Regions from separate parts of the Mus musculus genome. Here all the other regions are linked to region 1. Evidence: chromatin contacts called from public Hi-C and HiChIP or PLAC-seq data. All regions are on one chromosome and are shown on one strand. The core of a region is the stretch at or near the end of the contact, and the rest is flanking DNA. Distances in the headings are between cores, read along the strand shown.

The links. HiChIP or PLAC-seq counts read pairs in DNA pulled down with a chosen protein or histone mark. A called contact is a pair of places that touch in the nucleus more often than the background predicts.
Region 2: a contact with region 1 is called in a Hi-C map of cortical neurons, with 5 times the contacts expected there. The contact joins two enhancer-like sites. A contact is called at or near these places in 1 of 484 Hi-C or Micro-C datasets (cortical neurons) and 2 of 115 datasets of contacts at active chromatin or transcription factors (bone marrow-derived macrophages and microglia).
Region 3: a contact with region 1 is called in an H3K4me3 HiChIP or PLAC-seq map of bone marrow-derived macrophages, with 3 times the contacts expected there. The contact joins two enhancer-like sites. A contact is called at or near these places in 1 of 484 Hi-C or Micro-C datasets (bone marrow-derived macrophages) and 3 of 115 datasets of contacts at active chromatin or transcription factors (bone marrow-derived macrophages, large pre-B cells and microglia).
Region 4: a contact with region 1 is called in a Hi-C map of bone marrow-derived macrophages, with 32 read pairs. The contact joins two enhancer-like sites. A contact is called at or near these places in 1 of 484 Hi-C or Micro-C datasets (bone marrow-derived macrophages) and 2 of 115 datasets of contacts at active chromatin or transcription factors (bone marrow-derived macrophages and large pre-B cells).
Region 5: a CTCF HiChIP or PLAC-seq map of CD8 T cells shows a contact between it and region 1, with 8 read pairs. The contact joins two enhancer-like sites. A contact is called at or near these places in 2 of 39 promoter capture datasets (the C10 cell line and liver), 2 of 15 datasets of contacts at CTCF or cohesin (CD8 T cells and large pre-B cells), 12 of 484 Hi-C or Micro-C datasets (the 63-12 cell line, B cells, the C2C12 cell line and 8 more) and 13 of 115 datasets of contacts at active chromatin or transcription factors (the 230-238 cell line, CD4 T cells, Th17 cells and 8 more).

What each region holds. Positions count from the first base shown.
Region 1 is chr12:73,564,033-73,566,749 of GRCm38.p6, forward strand. No RefSeq gene overlaps it. Among named protein-coding and RNA genes, the nearest start is that of 2210039B01Rik, 17 kb to the left of the region's middle. Within about 2 kb of position 1,404, at least 46 of the 459 cell types and tissues checked have an H3K27ac peak or open chromatin away from gene starts, as enhancers often do. A contact at or near this core is called in CD8 T cells, Th1 cells, Th17 cells and 3 more, where this site is marked.
Region 2 is chr12:73,809,162-73,811,878 of GRCm38.p6, forward strand. No RefSeq gene overlaps it. Among named protein-coding and RNA genes, the nearest start is that of Gm8075, 15 kb to the left of the region's middle. Within about 2 kb of position 1,395, at least 92 of the 459 cell types and tissues checked have an H3K27ac peak or open chromatin away from gene starts, as enhancers often do. A contact at or near this core is called in cortical neurons, where this site is marked.
Region 3 is chr12:73,754,586-73,757,302 of GRCm38.p6, forward strand. The region is part of intron 10 of Prkch (protein kinase C, eta); the gene reads left to right. Among named protein-coding and RNA genes, the nearest start is that of Gm34189, 26 kb to the right of the region's middle. Within about 2 kb of position 1,311, at least 92 of the 459 cell types and tissues checked have an H3K27ac peak or open chromatin away from gene starts, as enhancers often do. A contact at or near this core is called in bone marrow-derived macrophages, where this site is marked.
Region 4 is chr12:73,735,765-73,738,481 of GRCm38.p6, forward strand. The region is part of intron 10 of Prkch (protein kinase C, eta); the gene reads left to right. Among named protein-coding and RNA genes, the nearest start is that of Gm34189, 45 kb to the right of the region's middle. Within about 2 kb of position 1,362, at least 15 of the 459 cell types and tissues checked have an H3K27ac peak or open chromatin away from gene starts, as enhancers often do. A contact at or near this core is called in bone marrow-derived macrophages, where this site is marked.
Region 5 is chr12:73,709,764-73,712,480 of GRCm38.p6, forward strand. The region is part of intron 9 of Prkch (protein kinase C, eta); the gene reads left to right. Among named protein-coding and RNA genes, the nearest start is that of Gm34189, 71 kb to the right of the region's middle. Within about 2 kb of position 1,313, at least 22 of the 459 cell types and tissues checked have an H3K27ac peak or open chromatin away from gene starts, as enhancers often do. A contact at or near this core is called in CD8 T cells, Th1 cells, Th17 cells and 1 more, where this site is marked.

The DNA.
Region 1 (2,717 bases), core at 154-2,653:
TTTTTTTGTAGCCCTCCTAGAACAATATACTTTAAAATCAGTTCTCATTTGGGGCTCTCAATTCGTTTAGAGTCTGATTCAAGCTGTGTTAGAAGGATTAGATGAAAGTTCTGAGCAAGCCACCGAGCTGGGTGGCAAAGTTTAGAGTTCCGTTCTTGGGGAAGCAAGGCAAGCTGCCCCTCAGGGCCGGCCTGGGCAGACTGTGCAGCTTTCCCACCTTTTCTCGAGGTTGCTGTGGCTCCTCTCACTTGTGTCCCAGGTTAAGTGGCCTGTTTGAGCAATGGAAAATCTCTTTTGACCCCAGGATTGAGCTGTGGAAGGGCCAAGTCGCAGGCTGCCGCCTCAGAGTCAGCAGAGATAAGCTTCATTAAATCGCGCAGTCACCCCTCCCTCCCCACGTCTCAAGGGGCTGCAAGGACCATGGCAGCAATAATTACCGTCTGTATAGAAGACGGGCCACATTTTAATCTTACAAAAAAAAAAAAAAAAACAAAAAAACAAAAAAACAAGATAAGGCTTCTATTGAACTCTTTAACTTAATTATACCTTTAAAAATGAAATGAACATTCTGTTTTATCCAAGGTATTTAGAATGATTTTTTTGATTTAAAAAAATGTACAAATGTTTGGAAATCCTTGTTTGGAAATACTTCAACCTAAAATGCTCCACAGAGACACTCTGGGTGGAGGTAATCTGCCGCCCAGTTTGGCAGTGAGTTTGGAAGAGATAAAATTATTATTTACAAAAACAGTTAACTGAACAACTTTGAAATGTGTTAGATTTTACTTGTATCAGTTTTATTTTTTCTTCCTCTTTCTTTTTATGACTTGTGACCATTAGATGGCGCTATGCATTTCTAAATATGAAAAGTGCTGGAAATTCTAGTCCGTCCAGGAGTCACGGTCGTTATTCTATTCATATATAGTTAAAATATTCATGCTATTATTTCAATGAATATATAAACAACTTAATATAAAATTTCCAGTATTGCATGGCATATTGAACGGAAATCCAGATCAAATTCACAGTCTCAAATGAGGTTCCCTTGTGTGGAAAAATCTCCCTTGCAGCGCCTCTCCAAGCCTCACGGGACATTGTCACTTTCCCTCCCCTACTGAGCCTCGTACTTACACATTTTTACAGAGGCTTATAGTTTGTGATAATTTAACCAAATCTTGCCCTCCTGAGGTTTATCGCCATTCAAAGCATCTACATGCAAAGAGGGTCCAAATTCGTTTATCAACGATCTGAGGCGAAGGAAACGAGAACTGGTTGGTTTTAGCCGCAGAGGTCTTTTTGTTACCCTCACCAGTATTCAGTTAATGGAAGCTGCTGTACTGAGGCTTCCCTTAGACTTCATCCCCTAGGTACAGCGGCCAGATGATGCCGGCAGTCTTCCTGTCCGTCTCCTCTCCAGCCTTCACTCCAGAGCTCTGCACCGAGGAAAGACCTCTCCTTCCACAGCTCTCTCAGCAGCCTCCCCTGCAGCCTGGATGGCATAACCGCTTCGGTGTTGATGTTTCCCACTGTATCTTCAGTTGGAGTGTTGGCGTCTTCCACTTGAAAGTCCCTGGGTATTTTGAAAGTTAAATCATCTGAAATGAGTCTCTCTGCGCCTAAGGCCGGCTCACGCTCCCCTCTCTTGGGGAGTGAGAGCCCGTGTTTAACACGCAGCCGCCTTAGGTAAGAGCTGAGAGGTAAGGAGGACCTTCTGTTCCCACCACAGTATACACAATGCCAGGTCTGCCACCCCACTGCCCATCTGCTCTCCAGTGCCCCAGTTGTTGGCATTCGCTCTGTGCTATCGGGCCACGGATTAGGTCACTCGGATAATGATTGGTCAAACATCTGCTAGATTTTGGTCTCACGACCCCACTACAACTATAGCCAGTGTGATCCTGGTATAATGTATGTATAATGTGTGTCTTGTGTCTGGCACCTGATGAGAATTCCCGATGGCCTCTTACCTTCCTGAAGACAGATCTAACCTCCTTACCCATAAGACCCTGGGCCAGCCTTCACCTCTGGCCCCGTCTCTTCTGCCTCTACAATCTGTTGTAGGATACGCCTTTCAGTGCTCTCTGGCAGTTTGCTCTCTCTTCAGCCTCTGCACCTATCTATTGGTTGTCAATTCCTACCTCTCCCATCCTCCATTTCCTATAGGGGAAGGATCCTCACACAGCCGTCTCTACTTAGGGTGGGTTCTCAGAAGCACTTGGGACCCATCTCACACTGGATCGCAACCCTTGTAAGTCTGTTTATTCTTCTGACTAGAATCATATATCTATCCTACCTGTCTCTACCAGTCCAGCCTAGTATTATGTATACAGTTGGTGCTCAATAAATACTTGTTGCATGCCTGAAGACCTACCTAAACTGTCACTAGCCCATAGTCTCCATTCTACTCACTAAATGCATTTTATATTATATTTTGGTTTACATTTGTGGTTCTGAGAACACAGGGTCTTACACGCACTAGTCAAGTGTCCTACCACTGAGCTACACTCCCAGTTCCTTACTCACTCCTTATAAGCCAGGTTAGTTGTCTTGGCTGATGCAGAGATGACCCCACATCTGTGGCAGCTGTGGCACTTTCTATGGACCCAATGAGAACATGAAACTTCTGTGGACAACCTGTGAGCCCTTCCCTTGGGCTGTGCACTGCCTCTGGGAGGGGACTGCGTCCTCCCTCAGCTGCACCCCGCTGCTGTTCACAG
Region 2 (2,717 bases), core at 145-2,644, 250 kb after region 1:
TCTTTCCTTTCTCTCTCTCTCTCTCTCTGTGTGTGTGTGTGTGTGTGTGTGTGTGTGTGTGTGTGTGTGTGTGTGTCTGTGTGTCTGTCTGTCTGTCTGTCTGTGTGTGTATATATGTGTGACTAGGTGTGTGTATGTGGTGTGTGTGTGTGTCTGTATGTCTGTGTGTATGTGCTATATGTGTCTGTGTATATATATGTGTATCTATGTGTGTCTGTGTGTATGTAGTATATGTGTGTCTGTGTGTATATATCTCTGTGTTCAAGTCTGTGCATGTGTGTGCATTGGCAGAAGTGTGGAAGTCAGCCTTCTGTCTTGTTTGAGACAGAGTCTCTAATTATTTCACCCCTATATATGCCAGGTTAAATCCAGATAGGTCTAAAAGTTATGGTCCCTTTCCTGAAATTCATATTTGGCTGGTTCTTCTATAGTTCACCAGGCAACTGTAACTCCACAGGACCATCTATAACTTATAGTGAGTGGCCTGAACCACAGTGAACTGGAGAAGGCATCCTCCCACCCCCACCCCAGGTAACATACTAGCAAAAGATAGTGACGTTTGATCGCCAGCATTTGGTGTCCTTCCTAAATGCAACCAATCTTTATCCACAGTTTAAAATCACATAAGGAGCTTTGAAAAATGCTCATAATATATTCCCAGCTAACAGACATAGGATAGAGATAACTGAACAGGGAATTGGGAAGGTAGGATGGGAAGGAAGGCGAGACCAGTATATGGCTACACACAGATGCCAGCCCTGCACTTGACCCACTCTGAGACTTGGGGTCTTGTCTTCTATCTCTACCACTGGCACACTGCTGTCGTAGCTCAGTCCTGTTGAAAGATAAAGGGGAAGAAGGACTCTACAGAAGAGCTCAGACAGGATCTCTGGGCAGTCCTGAATCCGGTCTCTACATTCTATTCCTTTAAAAGGAAATGTCAACGTTTCCAAGCAGTGACCGTGAACTCCAGCCCCGTGAGGGTGAGTCAGGACAGGCCTCACCAGGCCGGGCTCCTGCAATGTAAACTTCCAGCAGGCTCCAGTATCCTCTCAAAAACCACTCCCAACCTTGTTGAAATGCTTGGATTCCCCACTCTGCTTCAGTCCAGCATGCTGGTCTCTGTGTATATTTGGTCCCTAGCATCCTTAGATGTTCCGTTGCATATCCACACATGGTTTTAAGTTTCCGCAAAGTGGCTCAGACATATACATTTCACTTTCTTCTCTCCAGGGTTTTCTGGGACTCTCAGCCCCCCCCCCCCCCCCACTGCTGTCTTCTCCCTCCCTGATTTCTGCCCAGTTTTTTGCCAGCGATTTTATGTGCTGTCACTGGCAGACTGGTCAGAAGCACATCATTAATCATAGCCACTGGGATAACTTGTCCAGGAACCGCCAAGGCCAGCCTTGAATGGCTGCCGCCCAGCGCTGCCTCTTCCTTCAGCTCTAAGTTCCATGATATCATTAGCATTCGGCCCTGGCAGGTGGCCAATGCCTTAACTGGGGATTCTCAGCTCTCTGTAAGTTTTTAAAAATGCTTTGGTGATGGGGGGAGGGAGACTTGTACTTTTCCAGCACAGAAAAAGGGATGCTAGTTAGTTCATGGAAGCTTCCAGTAACGTTAAAGTTCACTTGTTTTTATTGTGATAATTGAATGGTGTTCAGTAATGTTCTTCCTATAATAAGATTCAAAAAATTTCCTCCTTAGGGAGGAAAATTTGGAAGAAGGAAATACAAAGGAGAGGGTCAGCTCAGCAATACTTTCCTTGCAACACGAGGATCCCAGAATTGCATAGGAGTATCTGCACTTCGTTTAATAAATGGATCCCTATAAATTTCATGTAAATGGAATGTGTAAGAATTTAAATCATTCTAAGTGCAGCTGTATTAAGGCAGCCTGGCATGACTCGCTTTATCAAGGGAATTATCTTGATGCAATAGACAGCATCCTGTGGAGCACACTGATCATTGTTATAAGTCTGAATTTTGCATAGGGCTGATTCTCATAAGATCGGGGAGAGGGGGGTCTCTCTTATAATGACAACTATTCTAAGATCACAGATGTTCTCAGGCTCCGAAGAGGAACTTTTCCAAAGCTTTCTATGGAGTATGACTAGCTACTAGGATGCCATGGGAGGTTAAACGCAGACAACTGTCACCCAGAATCCTCCTGTTCTATTTCCAGAGAGATGCAAGAAGTTACCAGTGAGTGAAGGAAGGGAGAGATGATGGCAGACACTCTGAGGCTAGAAGCATGAGCTGGGGTCATAGTAACACAGCTCTGCCTTTGTCCTCTAACCAGGGATTGCCGAAGAATCGGTATCTCACATCTCACACACGCACACACACACACACACACACACACACACACACACACACACACACACTTAGACACACATTCCTGCCCGTTGTTAGAATTTAGGTGTGAAGTGTATATTATGTGATTCCTACATTAAAAAAAAAGGGGAGGGGGCTAACTTCCAACTTTACCTCAGGAAGCCTTTCAAAGAAAAGATGTATTTGAGGGTTATAAATACTATGTTATTTAATTCCTAAGTACTGGTGAGATGTGCAGGATTGGGAGCCCCCGGCAGGTTGCCCACCTGTTCTCTGCTATCTTCCTAAGGTAACCCTGAGTCAATGTGGTGAAGGGAGATGAATAACTACAACATTCTCTTTTCCTTGTGTTCTCTCAGGCAACTGTGGCTCAGAAGGTAG
Region 3 (2,717 bases), core at 61-2,560, 190 kb after region 1:
AATAACTCTGCCTCTCTGCCTTTGCATGCCAGACAAAGGCCTTAGCTATTAAATACCAGTGCTCAGTGAGCTAATGACTGGTGAGCTGGCATTGTGTTTGGCATCTTAGGATCTCAGCCTCTGTCCTGTGTGAACTTGTAATCTTCATCAGGTAGCCGTGTTGTGTTTGGCTGTTGTGTTATAGGCCGGCTTATGAAGCAGAGGAAAAACTCCAGAGCCAAAACCTGGCCTCTGCAGTTTGTAATCGCAAGTCAGAGAGCATAGGATGGTAGCTTTTACATTTGGTCCTCTCATGGTTTACCCTCCCCTGGTGTGGATACTGGCCATGGTGGTTTGTTTGTCTGCTTTCTTATGCTCAACTCTTCCTTCTCGATGGGAGCCAGCGGAGAGACAATGGCTTTGCTTGGCCCTCCTGGCCCTGAGATTCCCCTTCCAGATCAATTTCCTTTCTCTGGTTTCAAAGAGAAGAATTTGAACTTGCGTTTCAGGTTTCTTATTTTCCCTCTGGACTTTGTGTCAAGGTGTGTGATACACGGCCGTGTAGCTGGTTCACGTCAGAACAAGGGTCTCAGTGAATTCTGTGGAACATCTTTCCTTCTTCTAAAAATAAGTCAGACTCTGAGTTGTTCAGGACCGCCAGCATTAGGCATCTGAAGTCTCCGTTTCTCTCTTGGGTACCTGCTGTCAAGACTGAACTAAACCTGGAAAGGAATAAGGTGCAGGCCTTGCAAAAGAAAAGGAAGGTGCATGCCAGAGCCTTCTAGAAGCCAGTGTAGGGGTGCTACCATGAAAGTCTGAACTGAGTATTCTAAAGGCAGAGTCAACATGAGTGTGCCTGCTTTAGGGTACCAAGGCAGACTTCCTAGTGGAGGCATGAGATGTTTAAGCTCAAGGCAGAGCTGATAGCCTGATTTTATATTATGCTACTAATTGAATGGTCTTGGAATCCCAGTGTGAGATTTTTTTTTTTGAGTTATTAGCATATAGAAAGCCACTCCAGCCTTTTTTTTTTTTTTCCAGGACACACACTGTCCTGAGAAGGCCTAAAATTAGACTGAAAAATCAAGTTCAAGCTGTGTAACGTGCCTCTGTGGCCTCAGGCATCGTATGACCAGAATGAGTCATGTCCCCTGTGCTGCTCAGGTGTGCCGCCCAAGAGCTGTCCCAAGACTCTGCCGTGCAGAGGAGATTGCCATAGAGGGCTGGCAAACTGATGACCTAGCACTTTTCTCTCCTTAAACAATCCTGCTGCCCATGACAGCTGCTGAGTAATGAGCAAGAAGCCTCCTACCTGGGGTATTAGTCACTTGCCCTTTTGAGCAATCAGCGAGACTGGAAAGACCGTTGCGGGGCTCTGTCAGCACTTGTTGCTGTTGCCCAAGATCCTTTCTGAGACTTGGGCAGGCATAACGGCTTCACCAAAGTTCAGAAACCCAATAACCTTGTTTGGAAATGTAAGAGTGTTCTGAGCTCAGGCCCACACAGGCCCGCACTGCTGGGATGTGGCATGGTATGGATAAGGCCGGCCCTGCAGGCCAGTTCCTGTAGTCTTGCTGACTCCTGTACTGACACCCTCTCAGATCTCTTGTCAGCCAGTAGATGCTTTCCCTAGAATTTCATCATGGATCCCACAGGAGCCAGGTGACAGGTATTAGAGGGGCCTCCTGTGCCAGAAACCACTGTGGACCATGGCCTTCTTGTGTGACAAAATTACATCAGCCCTCACTCCCCATAGCCCATAGTGCTCCTGGGAGTCCAGTATGCAGTTTTTGTGCTCATGTCTCAGGAATTGGGGGACCAGGAGGAGGTGGCATTCATAATCACAACCCACTAAAAACAGTGGCTTCTGTGGAAGGAGATTGCTAGGTGGAACAGGCTTAGAGACAGAGGAAGCTCATCTTTCTAAGTGGCACAAGGTACTCCGCATACCTGGGTCTCATGCCCCTGACCTTGGAGACAGCCGTCAAGAACCCAGGAGCAGAAGGAAGGCCTGTGCCAAGAAAGTTCTACTACACTGCCCACAAAGCATTCTTGGAAAATGGGCCTTCATTTTTCATTTCTGGGCAATATCCAGTAACCACTGTTGTAAGACATAACAGCTTCGTTGTAAGGTGTAACAACGGGTTGTGCCAACTCACAGGGAACAAACCACAGGTGGCTGTGGCAGTTCTGTATTCTCCTCCCTCCTCAACCACAACACGATCTGAGCTGGACAGAAACCAGCCTTTCCCTTGGTCCTCACAGCCCAGTGGACTTTTGTACTCAGACCAAGGATAGGGAAACAGAGCCATGCATTTTGACTAGCGATTAGCGTTATATACTTACAGACACTACCATAAGGGGAGCTTCTAGGCTCCCAACCAAGTGGCCCAAAGCTAGAGAAGTTGCTCTAATTGGCAGTTAGCTACCTATCTCCAGCTGTTGGGAATCTCCAGGTCACCCAGCATCCCCACGTAATATGCTACCTTCTTCCTATGATGGAACTGTGGTTTGCCTCTGAGCACATCATTCCCTTAAAAACTGAAGTAGACATCTCCTGCATGCTCTCGGCTATGCCTGGGTGGGTGGAGCCTGTGATGATTGATAGGACTCCTTCCCACCCTGAGCTCATTTCAGCCTTCCTTGGTAACAGTGTCCAGGCTGTGGCTAGTGATTGGCAGCTGGATGTTAGAGCCCATACCAGAAGTTGTGTTAGAACACTATTGCCTTTGGCGTGC
Region 4 (2,717 bases), core at 112-2,611, 170 kb after region 1:
CTAAGGTCTTCTTTCCTGTTACACCAGAAACAAACAAACAAATAGAGAAAAGACTACAACCGACTAGTGGGCTCTGCACAGCATAGGAAACAGTCACCCTCCTGCTATGTGGATGTAATTTGTCCCCTCCAAAACCTGTCTTGGAGTTCAGCGTCTGATGTAACAGTGTTGAAAGACTCTAAGAAATGATTAGGCTGGTGCGGCGCACACACCTTGAATGCTGGCACTCAGGAGACAGAGGTGAATGACTTCTAAGGTGGCTGATCTACACAGTGAGCGCTGGTCTGGCCAGGGTTGCACAGTAAGACCTTGTCTCAAAGACACAGGGGAGGCCCTTAGGACATAAAGAGAGGTTGATAGAGTTCTTAACAGACTGAATTTGTTGTTGCAGGGACACACAGTGGCCCCTTGTTCTCTGTGTCTTCTGCACCTGGCATCTGCCTTGGCCTTTCTGCTGTGCCCTGGTAGCACAGGGACCTTGCCACATGTGTCTGTCCAGTCTTAGACTTTCAGCTTCATAATCACAAGCTGAATAAACGCTTTTCTTTTATACATTGTCCTAGCCTCGGGTGTTCTGTTATAACAGCAAAGGACAGACTAAAACATCTGGACCCTTATGTGTATCATAGCAGTATTCATGTCAACCAAAATATTGAAATAACCTAAATGTCCATCAACCAATGGATGAAGGGAATTTGCCTTGGAACACGACTTAGCTTTTTAAGAGGAGGAGGGAAACGCTGTCCTTTATAGCGGTGAAGATGGTCCTAAGGGATATGGCACTAATTCAGGCAAGCCGGACAAAGGAGGACAAACAGCATGATTTCATTTAACTGTGTGATCCCAAAGAGTCAGGCCCATAGAAGCAGAGTAGCCTTGTGGGTGCCAGCATCTAGAGGGAGGTGCTGAACAAAGTGTTCAGAGTTTCGGTAATGAGAGAGAAATAAATTCCAGAAGTCCGTCCTACAGCACGGGGATTGATAACAAACAACGTGTGATGGTTTCTCAGTTTGCTTACGAGGGCTCATCTTGTGTTGTGTTGAGTACTCTGAGCACAGAAGGAGGGGAAGTGCAGCAATTTTGGAGATAATGGGTGTTTAATGCATCAGTTGTAGTGATGACTACATGGATGGGTACTTAACCAAACATACCAAATTGTATGTGCTAAGTATTTGCATCTTTTGGGGTCAATCATACCTCAATAACTTAAAAAAAAAAGAAGTCTCCTCTTTGGTCCTTCATCTTTTAACACAGTTATTGAAAAGAGGAATGTGTTGAAAGACCAGTGTCTCTGGTTCCAAGAATCGCCAGTGCTGATGGTTTTTAACTTATTCCGTATAACAGCACTGGCAGCTGACACAACCTTTTGAACTTCCCTATTTCTGAGGCACTAAAAGAGAGGGATGAAGCAGAAGGGCGAGAGCAGCTCAGGTTGGAGTCATGTTTCCTAGGTAGCAATACAAGTCTACCTAGGTAGCAATGTCTCCTCTTGGGATACAGTGATGGAGGGTAGACTGGCCACTGATATCATCAAGACCCAAGCAACAGTGGAAGAGAAAGAGAAGGTAGACTCTAGTCAGTAACATGTCTGACTGGTGGAGGTGCACACTTTTCCTTTCTGTGAGACATCAGTCTTGTGTGTGCAGGAGGAAGCTGGAAGCTGCTAGCTGTGTCTAGCAGCCTCTGTTGCTGCCTCTGGGAAGCCACTCTGCCTGAGTCCCCTACCCCGCTCCTTCTGCTTGGTGGGCTTGTTTTGTATTCAGGGTCATTTCCTTCCCAGGAACTGGGGAATCTGATCTAAGATTAAAGCAGGCTTAGTTTTTCCCATGTTACAGAGGTAAAGATGAAAATACTGGTAGCAGTTAACTTGTCTTGCTTAAGGGTTACCATATGGATATATTATTACAAATGAGGACCTTCTTAGCATGGGAGGTAGACTGTGCCAATGCACGGTTTGCAGAGCCATGTAGAGACAGAAGAGACTCCGGAAAGATGCCCCCTGACTGGTCCTCTTCCGAGGGACCAGGACATAGAGTTTCCACTTACTGTATTTGGGGTGGGCTGTGAGTTATGGAATAAATACACTGTTTGTGGTTTAAGTGTACGCTTGGTTTGGACCCGTCACCCCAGGCTGTGCACACGACACTGTACTCATTTGCCCCTGCTTGGCTGATGCCTCACACAGATGCAGACTAGGCTATGGTCTAGTCAGTCATGGTCTAGTTTAACCATGAAGGAAATTTCTCCACCATTCCATTATGAGGATGAATAAGCCCTGAGCACCTGCTGTCTACTGTGTTTGCTTTTGAAACTCAAGACAAATGAGATAAGAGACACTTTCACAAGAATTTGTCTGTTGGGGCTTTGAACCATGTGTGTATGTGTGTGTGTGTGTGAGTGCACACACATGTGCACACATACACGATGTCTTAAAGGCTTAATGTAGGCAATACAACAAGAGCACAGAAAAGGCAGTCATTTTGATGGGAAGGCCTTGAGGAAGGAACACCTCTTGAACCTGTGTCAATGTAGGGCGCACCTGCCAGATAGGTTAGAGCAGGAAGGATAGAGGCATGGAAACTAAGAAATTGTGAAGATTCCATGTGATCAGGATGGGAGCCCGGGAAATGGCTGGGATGAAGTCACATCTGAGGAAAGCTGAGGTCGGGGCAAGGGCAGTTTTGAGATGAAGCTACAAGGTTTCAGTTTTCCTTGTC
Region 5 (2,717 bases), core at 63-2,562, 150 kb after region 1:
AGCCCACAGTCCACAATTTACTGAGCCAGTCCCAAGTGCATCCTGAGGTGCTACCATCAGCTGGATTGGGAAGGAGGCACACTCAGCTCCCATCATGCCATCATCTCCCTGTGCTCTGATACTCTGCCATCCTGGTCAAGGAGAAGAGACCCCCCAAGGCTACAGGCTAGGAGAGAAGAGGAGAAGACAAAGGAGATGATGGTCTGTCTGCAGAGGCCTCTGCTAGCATCAGTGTGCCTGGTTGATCATTGTTGGAGTCTGAATGTGTCCGTTCTGCAGGATGGGCAGGTGCAGAAGCTGGAAGTTCACTGAAGTGCACTCTGGATGCTTTACTCGTTCTTGCTGCCCCAGAAAGTGCACACTGCTATCTGATAAATACCTGTTGGGCAAAATGTCTTGCAGTACTCCAAACAATCCCAGAAGGTGAAGATGTTTGCATCCTCCTTGGAACAGTTTGCACAGCTGAGCTCCAGAGAGGTTAAACAATCTATCCTGGATCACACAGCAAGGGGCTACCTGAAAGTATGTGGCTTCTTGCCTGGGTTATGCCGTTCTATGCCATGCCTGTTACACTGTAGCAAGCAATCTCCCCTCTGTGCAGTATATACATCTGAAAAGAAAGGGGTTGTTAGAAAGAATTGTTCTTGTGTACCATATGTGTTTTCTGGCCTTTTCTGAAACACCCAAGGATATTTTCCTCTGCTCTCTCTGGAACTAGGTTTCTTCCTTTCCTTGAGCAATGACTACTTCTCATGCCATGTGGTCTGCTTCTGGGTCATTTGTTCTCGTTTGCCTTTGGCTCAGATGGAAATAGAAAACAAACTAGAACATGGCATTGGTGTTCTCCAGCTCTGTTTGCTTCCAACCTGTCAGCATGCTCCATCTTTCTCTCAGGCTGGTAGCTATGGACATAGGTCCACGGGTGAAATTCAGATGTCTGGACCAAGTTGTGTGAGCTTACTTCCTCAACCGACAATCCCTGGGGATGGTGTTCAGAGGACCATCTCCAGGCACAGGATTTGGGTTTCTGATCTCTTGGGCTACTGGGTCACATGGTCTTGATTATGAATGGGGTTGGGTGGGTGGGGGAGTCAGAAGGTGAAACTGTTTCTCTTCCCCCGTGTCTCGATTGGTCCACAGGCTACTAGGTGTGTCTAGAGTTAAAACCGTTGTCCTCGAGGTTGTTTAACTATAATTGGCTTGTTTACAGCTGTCACCACCCCTGACATTCTGGAGGGTAAGCAGCCCCTATACTTTTACATCTGGACAGATGTTTTGTGGCACCGGGTGTCATTTCCTTTGAAGTCCCCAGTCTTCACCAGGGTTAGCCTTAGTCATGTGTGCTCACAGTGACTGGTAGTGTTGGAGCTGGTGATTGCATAGTTACAGGTTGTTCACTACAGTAGGTCAAGTTGCCAATCCTCTGCCCTTTCAAGTTCAAGTACCAAGACTTCTGCTGTTTTAGCTGAAAAGGGGGGAGTCTGGTGAAATCCCTGTCCTTCTTCTTGTTCTAAAGGAAGACTGGCACTCATGAAGTGACAGTGAGAAATTGAACTCATGTACTAAGTTCCGGATCCTGTGGAAGCTCCAATCCATGTGCTGGGCTTTCTGCAGAACTTCAGTCCCCAACCAACTAACACTGTAGTTTTTGCAGTGCCTGCAGGTAGTACCTGGGAGGTTGGGTAAGCACTCACCTTGACAGACATGGTTATCCAGGGAGGATCTGAGGCTGTAAGTCTGTAGGTGGAGTGAGTCGACCCCACCCTGTAGACAGTTATGCAGTTGTAAAAACCAGACTTTCTTGGGTAGCAACCATGGGTTCTCATGTGTTCTAGTTTTGAAATACTTGAGTTTCTTGTTAATACTTCATCACTGGTTAGAACTGGGTTATGACTGTTTCTCATGGGCCCCAGAAATAGCCAGTGCCGGTCATAAGTAGAAACAGCCTTGTTGCAAGGCTTAGCTTACGGTAGAAGGCAGGAAAGCATTCATTCACTCAGCCCTTGTAACATGGAGTGTCTGTGATATGAAGCCCACCCTGAGAAGACAGTAGGGGACAAAGAAGAACAGGCTCTGCCCTGTGTAGCTGCTCTAGGAATCTGTAGGCCTGAAGCTGTCCTATGTGGGTAGACTCAGCAAGTGACCAGTCATTCCTCGGAGGTTGTTCTTGGATTTCTACTTTGGTCAGGCTCAGAAAAGCCACATGTTTGGGAAGGCGTATAGGGAGCTGGCCTTGAAGCTATATTTGTGTGTCCAATGCACTCTTATTTATGTGGGGTAGAATGAATTTGGTATCTGCTGATTATTATTAAGAAGGCATGATCCAAACCCCACATCACTCCCAGCTGGTGATTGGTGCTGTATTAATTGAGTAATTGACAGGCCTAAGTCAGGAGGCAGCATAGGAGGAGTCGCAGCCCTAGCTAGCTTGTCTGCTCACCTCCATGTTTGTGTGTTCCCCTCGCACTGGCATCTCCTGTTCCAGGCCACAGGGAGGGACATTTGTCTACCTCCCTGCCCACTCCCAAGTAACCTCCTGAGCCACCAAGACCCCGTTGTACTGCTCTTTTGTAAGACTCCTTTTCCTGCTTTCTGCTGTCAGTCAGTACCGCCCTGGTCCCTGGAGGGCCACCCAGGGTGTTTCTGCCTCTGATCTGTGGGAGGCTTCCTGCTTGCAGGACTCTTCCTGCTCTTCAGCAGAAGAGCCCGCTATATTG